3 separate regions of the Mus musculus genome follow, and all the other regions are linked to region 1. The links are chromatin contacts, called in public promoter capture Hi-C maps. All regions are on one chromosome and are shown on one strand. Each heading gives the region's core, a stretch centred on a gene start, on an enhancer-like site or on the middle of the called end of the contact. The rest is flanking DNA. Distances are from core to core; before and after follow the strand shown. Region 1 holds the start of Pmpcb (peptidase (mitochondrial processing) beta). Region 2 overlaps 5031425E22Rik (RIKEN cDNA 5031425E22 gene). Region 3 overlaps Lhfpl3 (lipoma HMGIC fusion partner-like 3).

Evidence for each region. Promoter capture Hi-C pulls out the DNA fragments that hold promoters and counts their contacts.
Region 2: a contact with region 1 is called in a promoter capture Hi-C map of pre-B cells, with 4 times the contacts expected there. The contact joins the enhancer-like site here to the promoter of Pmpcb in region 1. A contact is called at or near these places in 9 of 39 promoter capture datasets (the 3T3-L1 cell line, cranial neural crest, embryonic stem cells and 5 more).
Region 3: a promoter capture Hi-C map of hippocampal neurons shows a contact between it and region 1, with 8 times the contacts expected there. The contact joins the enhancer-like site here to the promoter of Pmpcb in region 1. A contact is called at or near these places in 12 of 39 promoter capture datasets (the 3T3-L1 cell line, 3T3-L1-derived adipocytes, cranial neural crest and 7 more), 3 of 484 Hi-C or Micro-C datasets (the N1E-115 cell line, cerebral cortex and uterus), 1 of 115 datasets of contacts at active chromatin or transcription factors (astrocytes) and 1 of 9 other capture datasets (embryonic tail).

Annotation. Positions count from the first base shown.
Region 1 is chr5:21,735,463-21,738,816 of GRCm38.p6, forward strand. It overlaps Pmpcb (peptidase (mitochondrial processing) beta), which reads left to right and starts at 1,698. Exons shown (of 13, transcript NM_028431.2): 1 at 1,698-1,814. The coding sequence starts at 1,716.
Region 2 is chr5:23,385,198-23,388,551 of GRCm38.p6, forward strand. All of the region lies in intron 1 of 5031425E22Rik (RIKEN cDNA 5031425E22 gene), which reads right to left. Among named protein-coding and RNA genes, the nearest start is that of 5031425E22Rik, 46 kb to the right of the region's middle. Within about 2 kb of position 1,859, at least 405 of the 459 cell types and tissues checked have an H3K27ac peak or open chromatin away from gene starts, as enhancers often do. A contact at or near this core is called in embryonic stem cells, hippocampal neurons, liver and 2 more, where this site is marked.
Region 3 is chr5:23,223,228-23,226,581 of GRCm38.p6, forward strand. The region is part of intron 2 of Lhfpl3 (lipoma HMGIC fusion partner-like 3); the gene reads left to right. Among named protein-coding and RNA genes, the nearest start is that of Gm17434, 89 kb to the right of the region's middle. Within about 2 kb of position 1,629, at least 109 of the 459 cell types and tissues checked have an H3K27ac peak or open chromatin away from gene starts, as enhancers often do. A contact at or near this core is called in cerebral cortex, embryonic tail, hippocampal neurons and 2 more, where this site is marked.

The DNA of each region.
Region 1 (3,354 bases), core at 448-2,947:
CAACAAATATTTGAACAAAAAAATGCTCACGACCCACGGCTTTCAGAGAAATGCAAATTCAAACTATGTTGAGATTCCATTTTTTCTAGTTTTTGTTTTGTTTTGTTTTTACTGTCACTGTGATAAAATAACCTGCAGTTCCAGAGGGCTTCCATCCATCCGTGATGGGGAAGGCAGGGCGACAGGAACAGGCGCTATCAAGCTGCATCACAGCTCAGAAACAGGGAGATCGGGAAGTGGGACCAGGCTATGAAACCTCCAGAGTCTGTGCCCAATGCCTTCTACTGTAAGGCTCTACTGCCTAAAGGTTCCACAACCTTCGCAAACAGCGCCGCCAGCTGGAGGGCAGTTGTCTAAACTTCTACACTTAGAATGGCTATCGATAAAATAGCAAGAAGTCAGAGTGGAAAGTCAGAGGCAGGAACCAAAGGTGACATGGAGTTCCTGGTTTGGACGTTTGACTGGTTGTCACCATTACAGCTACAAACTGACAATGAGGCGCCCAAGGGATTTTCCTGTCTTTTTGGCTTTTCGAGACAGGGTTTCTCTGTGTAGCCCTGGCTGTCCTGGAACTCACTTTGTAGACCAGGCTGGCCTTGAACTCTGAAATCCGCCTGCCTCTGCCTCCCGAGTGCTGGGATTAAAGGCGTGCGCCACCACGCCCGGCCCGGATTTTCCTGTCTTGTTGTTAAATGGTGAATAGTTAAAAGAGGAGGCTGGGTGGGAAAAGGATACCTGAACGATAATGTAAATTAGGTATTAGGCAACAAGGGGTCAAGTTAGACAGAACTCCAACTTCTAAAGTTACAGCGCACACTCTTTAGTGTTAAACAGCCTGTTAGGCAGCCAATACCTCAGTTCCCACTGTAAAATTAGCAAAGTAATAGTCGCTTCCTCACAGAAAAGAGCTTGCTAGGGGCTTGCAGGCAGCTCAGCGGGTAAAGTCACTTGCAGTGCAAGCCTGTCCACCTGAGTTCCACCCCCAGAATTCATGCAAAGGTAGAAGGGGCAACTGATTGCATAAAGTTGTCTTCTGACCTCCACAAGCTTGGAGTGGCATGCACCCACCCCCTCCCCATAATAAGTTAAATAAAAAGCTTTAATTTTAAAAAGTGCTTGCTATTTTCGTTAAGCCTCAAACCCTGGGACAATTGGCTAAAGTGGCTATTTGACAAATTTTAGTTTCATTAGAGTGTATGTGGATAAAGAGGCACCCAGGAACGGGTAAGAGCAGTTTGTTTTGGCAGAGCCCTAAGACGTGGAAGTAAATAACATTAAATCATGGTAACAGAATGTAAGATTATGTTTGTAAAGCGTCTGTCTTTTAGTAGCAATCTCGGCAAAGGTATTCCTATGGAATAGAATAAGCAACGCTATAAACATTAGAACAACGAAGACCAACATGATAGATCCTTCAATGTGTCTGTCCCTCCCGCACTGGATCTCTCTGATTAACTCCAACCGCCTGGGGATACATGTTCCGTTCACTTTGTCCCTTGTGTGTCTTGCACATCATTTCTACAGACCTGATTATTTGGAGCGAACTGGGGAGGGAGTCAAAGGGTGAAGGGATTGAGGGTTCTAAGCCCAGACACAGAATCAAAGGAATTTCAGAGACTGCAATTCCTGCTGCCGCCACAGGGTGGAGCCAGCCTCTAGTTCTGGGGCCTGGAGTCATGACCCGGAAGTACATCTCCACTTTCTCCACCGCAGAGATGGCGGCGGCCGCTCTATCCCGGACGCTGTTGCCAGAGGCCCGGCGGCGCCTGTGGGGATTTACACGAAGGCTTCCGCTTCGCCGCGCCGCTGCTCAGGTGAGTCTCGCTCCGCCGTGCCCCGGCGGCTCCCGGTGTGCTTTGGGCCGGGCCTCCGGATCCGCTATCCCGGGGCGCTGCGGCCGGGCGCAGAGGGGGCGGGGCGGCTGCTCCCCCTCCACGCCACCCGCGGGAGGTAAGAAAAGGAGCCGTGGACCCCCAAACCAGACAGCGCCATCCTCAGCCCATGGACACCCAAACCAGACAGCGTCAACCTCAGTTCATCCGAGTTTTATCCCAGCGTTTTCCTTATTTGAGAGTTGTCTTGCTCCAAAGGGATCTCTCTCTCTCTCTGTGTGTGTGTGTGTCTGTCTGTCTGTCTGTTAGTTTGCTATTACCAATGTTATTGTATGTCGGGCTGTTCTCTCTCGAGAAAAGGAAACTAGGACAAGCGCTTTATGAATTTGAAGTTGGGTTTGCTTTTGGTTTTGATATTTTGAGACATCGTTGTTACACAGGGTTTCTCTGTGTAACATCTCTGGCTGTCCTGGATCTTGCCCTGTAGATCGGGCTGGCCTCAGATCCGCCTGCCCCTACACAGTAGGGCACAGTCAGGTCATGGTGTATTATTTGATCAGGGAGCAGAAAGCCTTTGGGTCACAGAAGCAGGACAGTGCGGGCTCGTACACATTTCTTAAGTACCTGTGGCTGTGGCTGTGAAGAAACCACGACCATGGCAACTCTTATAAAGGAAGACACATTAGCTGGGGCTGCTTACAGTTCAGAGGTTTCGTCCATCATCATCAGAGCAGGAAGCATGGCAGAGTGCTGGCAGACGTGGTGGAGAAGGAGCCAAGAGTTCTACATCTGGGTTGGCAAGAGATAGACACAGACAGACAGACAGACAGATAATGGACCTGGCTTGAGCATTTTAAACCCTATAACCCACCCCAGTGGCACACTTCCTCCAACCTTCTAGTAGTCTCTCTCTCTGATGACTAAGTGTTCAAATCTGTGAGCCTCTGTGGTCCATTCCTATTCAAACCACCACTGTGTCTGGCGGTTAGGTCAGTCTCAGGTTTTTGGGTCAGGGTTTAGGAAATACGTTTTTCTCATTTCAATATGAAAACATGAAAAAGCTGCTGAAGCGTCTGTAGTCAAACCAGTTGGCCCGAGAGCCTCTGAAGCATCTGTCCTGTTTCTGTCTGTCCTTTGTGAACAGGAGCATCCCGTCTGTCTCACTTCTACACAGTCAGTTTTGTATTGTTATTTCAGTTTCTTGACTTTTTGTCCTTAGTGAATATGAAGCATCTGTAGGAGAGGTAGCTGAATCAGGGTGCTTGTTGAAGGGTAATGTGCTAACTGCTCCCGTTCTTGGAGAGAAAGGCATGTTCTCTCAAGTGTTGCCTGTTTGACAGAGCGGTTGGTTAAGGAACATTTCCTAGGCTACTGCTAGAGCCCAGTGGAACCAGAACTGGGACCTCATTCTCCGCGCTTTCTGCCAATGACACACACACACAGACACACATAGCAGATTACATCCACCCCGGGCTAGGAAAGTGGTTTTGGAATGAGTCTGTTTGAGGTTGTTTTGTTTGAC
Region 2 (3,354 bases), core at 609-3,108, 1.6 Mb after region 1:
ATATAAATAAAGGTAAATCTTTTTTTTTAATTGAAGGTGGGGACCTGCAGAGGTACTTAGTGCTTAAGAGTGCTGGCTGCTCTTGCAGAGGCATAGGCTCCATTCTCAGCATCCACATGGTGGCACTCAGTACCAGGGAATCTAATGCCCTCGTCTGACCTTCCTGGGCATCTGGTAATACATGTGGTGCTCAGTCATGCAAGTAAGCAAAACACTCATACACATAAGTAAATAAAAACATTTTTTTCAAAGACTTATTTATTTTTATTTTATGTGGATGAGTGTTTTTGCAGGCTCTTATGTCTAAGCCACATTTGTCCATTAGCAGAGGAGGCCAGAAGAGGGTATCAAATCCCCTCAAACTGGAGTTCGAGATACCTGTTAGCCATCATGTAGGTGCTGGGATTTGAACTCACACACGTTAAAAGAGCAGCCATATCCTGTCTTCAAAATGAAAAATTAAATAAATGAATAAATAACTGACAGGAGGGGCAAAGCCTATTGTTCCAAAGTTTCTGTGGGCCTTGGGCATGCTAGGTTATGGGGTCTGGTAAGCAGAGGTGGAAAGGTTTCTAAATGAGCAGAGCCTTGCCCTTTGATATAGTTGCCAACAACCACATTTTCTGTTCTGGGCACAGTGCCATCAAGGGTCTCAGCCACCCTCCCCCACCTTAGTGAGAAAGTATCTGCTAGCGTCTAGCAGGGTCGATGCAGGCAAGGACCAGAGTGAAAAGGAGTTCTGAGCCTGGCTTCCCTGTGGTGCACTCGGACATACATCTTCCAACCGTCATCATCTTACTCCTCTTGTCTCTGACCCCTCCTTGACCAAAGGCAACTACATCTCAGTTCCTTACTATTCGGGAGCTACTCAACAATTACACTAAGAGAGCTTCTGAGCTGGGTGGGCATGGTGGCACAAGGGCATCCCTGTAATCCCAGCACTTAGGAAGGAAAGTCAGGAGGCTCACACAAGTTCAGGGCCATCCTCAGTTGTGTGGCTGAGTTCCAGGCTATGTTACAGAGACCCCTGCCACAAAAATAAATAAATAAATAAATAAATAAATAAATAAATAAATAAATAGATAGATAGATAAATAAATAAATAAATAAATAAATAAATAAATAAAGCGAGGGAGGGAGGGAGAGGGGAGGGGAGAGGGGAGGGGAGAGGGGTGGGGGTGGGGGAGGGGGAGGGGTGGGGGAGGGGGAGACTGGTTTAGAACTTTGCCCTGACTCTGATCTTAATTCCTCCTGGCAATGGGCAAGCTGTTTCTTTTCTGAGGAATGCGAAAAGAGAATGAGAGATTTGTTATGGTGACAGGAAGATTCCAGATCAGAGGCAAAGCCCCTCTAGGGTACATACCATCTGGGGATAGTCCCTAGAAAAGTAGATACCTGCGCTAATTTAAATGTTTAACAGGAATGCAGGTGCAGATGAACAAAAGGTAGTTTCCATTAGGTAGAAATGTTTTTTTTTTCCACTTCCTGTTTCTAGTCTCTTTTTCAGTGTTCCTGTACGAAACCACGGAGTTTCAGAAGCAGATGAAATCTATCAGCGGCCTGCCCCAAGCTCCGTCAACCCTGCCAGGCTGAATGGTGCTGATTGTTCGCAAAGGGCGGGCATTTCTCTGCAAACAGAAAAGCCTGCTCAAGAAATGCCACTCACCGCCCTGTATCAGTCTCAATATTGAGTCTGAATGATTTCCCGATGGCGACTTGACCGAAATGGAAAAATATTTTTCCGTTGCAATTCCCCCGGTACTGACTGGTGTTTCATCCTCTTCCGGTCCTTGTGAGACAGCAAGAGCAGACAGAGCTTCAGCAGTGTTGATCTTCAGCTCTGAGAACAGAAGATGGGTGGGGTGCTGCGTTGCCACGCAACCAAAGGCAACACAGCTGCAGATCTCTGCCAGCTGGGCCAGCCCATTCAAACCGCAGGGAGTTTCAAATGGCTGTGTCCCCTAGGGACTGGGCTTAGCAAGCCCAGGGGGAAAAGTCAGCATTCAAATGGCTTCGATGACGATGACGCAGAGGAAGCCAAGAGGACGCTGTCAAAGCCTAGTCATCATTGACTCGAAGTTAGTATACTTGAACAGGAAAGAACTGCCAAGATCAGACAGGCAGGACACACACACACCTTTCTTTTAAACTTTAAAAGTTATTCTCTTTAAAAGAAACGTAGTTGCTTTTTAAAAAGCTATACAAAGTTCTTAATGTTTCTTTGGCAACAGAATAGAATGAAATTTTACAACTATATAAAATGTTTATTTACCGGTGTGTGTATAGCTGACTGACAAAGCTGTCTACCACCCAGCACCCTAACTGCTGAAATAAGCTACCTCATATTATAGCATCTCCAAACAGAATGAGAAGGGTACAGAGACTGGAACTTGTCTGTAGACTAGGAGGTGACTTTATTATCTTTCCTATAGTCAAAATCTGCACTCTCTGCTCCATGATGCCTCTGAATCCACTTGAGGGGCAGTGATGGTCCCTCCTCGGCCACTACCACGTACCCTGCCATATGAAAGCCAACACTTCTCTGCCTTGGTAGCTCCATGGCCACCATCTGGACAAATTGGGGTTCCGAACATTTCAGCATCTAACCTTTCTTCAGCCTAACTCGGGCTCCTTTCTCCAGTATCACCATAAGCAATACTATCAAAGAATGATTTCATTTGGTCATGTTATTAGTTGGGTCTCAGCAGGTCTTCGGCAGCATCTCCTTCACTGGTTAAGTACCAGCTTGTGAGTCTCCTGTATCTTCATCCACAAGCTTGTCCTGTTTCTCAGGTTTCTCTTCTTCTAATTTAAGTTTATTATGAGACACTCTGTCCGTTTCCTCCTTGTTAAATTGTGTGTATGCACTTGTCTTCCTCAGATTTCACTGGACCATCTCATGGATACCAAATCTTCCTCTACCACCTTGATGAGCCCCACTTCCTCCCCTCAGAGCAGAAGGAACACTTGGGACTAGAAGCCGCTTGTATAATTTCTTTGTCACTCATTTTGTTTCCCAGTCTTGGGATTTTGTGTGCTTCAGCTTTCTCCCTTCCTCCCTTCCTCTCTTTCTTCTCCTCTCCCCACCCCCCAACCCCAGGAATTCACTCTGTAACCACGGGAGGGAGAAGAGTTTGGCTGCTATGTGATGAAGGGAGTCTGAGATACAGGCTCCCAGTCCTCTCCTCAAATCACCATTAAGAAATCACTCCTCTCCCAGCCTGATTCTTCTTCCTGGGGAAGCACTAATTCGGAGTGGAATAAGTCAGAAATGCTGGAGCAGAAGTTCTTCCACATGGAGGAACTGTCAGGAGTGAGGGGGAATCTTTACAGATCCTAATAATATGCATAAAG
Region 3 (3,354 bases), core at 379-2,878, 1.5 Mb after region 1:
TGGATCTTTTGTTTCAAACCCCTTAATTTATAGACGATGACTGAGACCTTACGAGAGACAGTAGCCTCAAGAGGAAACAGGTTAAACTCCCATCCCCATCTTTCCCCAAAGCATCCTATCGAGAGTGGTGGGCATCAGAGCTCCCTTCTCTTGGGACAGACTTCATATACAGAGTTCCAGCACAACTTGGTAGAAATTAAAGTGAGTGAGTCTGCATCCCCAGAAAGGACTCCAGCTTTGCCGTAAGCTGGAGAAAGGTAATATGGCTCCCTACACCATGGATTGATGTAGGGACCAGCTGACTGCAAGAAGTCCTTGGGCCAAGTTTGCTCATTAATTGCTTAATTAACATTAACTTGCTCATTGGGCTTGTTGAGAGTCCGCCTCCACCTGCATTTTCCACAGGAAGTTATCGGAAAGTCAGGCTGTGCAAAAAAGTCAGGACTGCCAGGGGGCGGGGAGGAAACAAACTAGTGTTCAGTTACTAACGAAAGAACAGCAAGGCCCAAGAAGGAAAAGTACAAGTAAAAAACCTGCTTTACCTGGTCCTTCAAACTCACATAGACACGCACGTTTCAAGTCGAAGCATCTGATTTCTTCATGCAGTACGGAAACATTTCAGGAAATGCCCAGATAGGCTGGCGTCCGTTTCCCAGGAGGCTGCTCATTAGCTGAGCGCTGGAACCCGGCAGGTGAACGCCACCGTCTCTCTTTTCCAGGATGTTTTTTTAAGATTTATTTATTTATTTGATTTATGTATGTAAGTACACACATCTTCAGACACACCAGAGGAGGGCATCAGATCCCACTGCAGATGGTTGTGAGGCACCCTGTGGTTGCTGGGAACTGAACTCAGGACCTCTGGAGGAGCAGTGAGACATCTCTATGATCGATGAGACATCTCTCCAGTTCCCCTATAGTGTGTTCTTAAAGAGACCAGAAACCCTGCAACAGAAAATAATCTAAAAGCCAAACAGGCAATCATAGAAACACACATGTCAGTATCCACCTCAATTCTGCCTTCATGTGCACACAATTATGAAATCCAGATGTTGGCTAAATATGCATGGTCCTTCTCATGGGCTGTCTTTTTCCATAGCAAATGCACGGCACCTTTGGGCAAACTTTTGTAGAGGACAAAGAATCATAACTGAATTTAGCATTCTGGCCCATTTGAGTTTTTTATTTAATTTATTTATTTTTATGTTATGTGCATTTGGTGTTTTGACTACCTGTCTGTGGGAGGGTGTCAGATCCCCTGGAGCTAGAGTCACAGACAGTTGTGAGCTGCCATGTGGTTGCTGGGAATTAGAAAAGTAGGCAGTGCTCTTGACCACTGAGCATCTCTGCAGCCCCCATGTTGAGCTTTAAATGTAATTTTTTTTTCCAAAATAGTCTGCAGGAACCTTCCATGAGTCGCACAGTGACTGGGACTGGGAGGAGCAGACCAGACATGGACTGTCACAGAGTTAATTTGGTGTGTACATCTTAGGTTCAGAGGCCACTGGGTAAATACAGCAAAACAAAAAACTGTGAGCCAGGAAAGCATTGCCATGATGGATTTCAGCTCCACAGTTTTAGCCAAGCAGAGGCAGAGGAGCGATCCATCCGTCAGGGAAGTGTGCAGTGACTTTTAAAGCTGCCCTGTCCCTGAAGACTGACAGACACACCCTGTTACGTGGAGAGGATAGCGACTAGAACTTGGAGAAATGATCTACCAGTCTTTTCTTAGCCACAATCAATGTCCTAGCGTTACTAGTTCTCCACATAGGACAGCTGTGACACTGTCCGAAAAAGGAAAATGGCCCCTTCAGGAAGCCTTGCAAGGCCATTCGTCCCACTGAGGACGACTCCTTGCTTAATCCTTCTTTAACCAGAGAGCTCCCTGAACAAATCAATCAAGCCAGCTATGAGTTAGGCAGAGATGGCTTCTCCCCCACCACACACCCATCCCTCACCCCCACACCCACCGCCCCTGCCCAGCCACCCCCAAGGCTTGTTCCAAATCCGTCCTAAACAGCCGAGGACTAAGAAAATCGCTGTCCTAGTGAGACCTCAAGTGGAGAAACTGAGAACTGCAGGTGAGGAAAGGTGGGTTAAAAAAAAAAAAAAAAAAAAGGAATGGGGGGTGGGGGGAAGGAGGAAAGATGAGCTCCTGTGAGAACCACTGGCTCAGCCTGAAATTCTTCCTAGATGGAAGAAAGGGGGCACTGCGGCTGAGGGCTGAGACCACTGAAATGTCAGCCAGATGAAAGGGCTTGGTGAGTTTTCACCATGTGACTATGCAGCCTCGTTTCAGAAATGGATCCTCTAAAGTTAATCCATGCCACAGGGAAATCTGCCCAATTTCGCATTTACAGTTACTCCAGAAAAATTCCAGAACCTATGGAAGGCTCTAGATTCGTCCAGTTCTTTTTTTTTTTTTTTTTCCGTCTTTTTAGGGGAGGCCTGAAAACAAACTGAGCCTTCAAGATTCAAAAGAGGCAGCCCATAGAACGTGGGTGTCAGCATGCTAGAGAGTCCTGAGGTCGCCTGGTGCCTGGGCGCCAATACAGGGCCCACTCTTGCCCTTCCACACTGACAGGCGCTGGTCCTGGGGACTTCCCGGGAAGAGTAAGTAGGTTGTCCCTGACTGACAGAAAACTTAATTGTTTTAATTGTTTTCCAAATGCAGCCTCCAGAAGAGTGACACTCTCATCTGGAAGCTTGTCTGAAATGTAAATTATTGAGCTTCGGATCTAGGAATTAAACACTCTAGCAGTAGGTCCCAAATGCTGGCCTACTGACAGTTGAGGCCTCTGATTTTGAGATCCACTGCCACGCAATGATTTGCAAATGTCCAAGGCAGAAGATTGCAACTCTCTATTTATTTCAAAAGTGGTTTCTGGCTCCACCCCTACAGACACATAGCAGCTCAGCAGAGAGCAGCGGGAAAATTGTAAGTTTCGGACAAGAAGGAAACCCACAAGCTTCCATTTAGCAAACTTTACTCTGGAGAAAAGGAGCTTTCTCCTCAGTGGTTAGCCTTCTCTCTGAAGTTGGAAATGAACATTATTTTAACTTCTTACCAGGCCTGAAAGAATCTGTTAAGTATCCAGGTTTTCCCTTTGAAAAATTAACCCTTGCAACCCCTGTAGGGGAAATCACAGTGACATGTGTCTCTGAGGTAAAATTTTAATAATAATGATATATCATTTTTTAAAAGATGTGCACTGCTGGGCAAGCAAGCCTGGGATTTCCAGACAGATCCCAGCTCCCAGAGAGTCTGTCTCTCCTGAGAGATACTGAGAAACGTCATAGGCTGGAGGTCTGGCCCCATGTGTAGCAGAGTTGTAGCAGAACCCTTGCATCTGG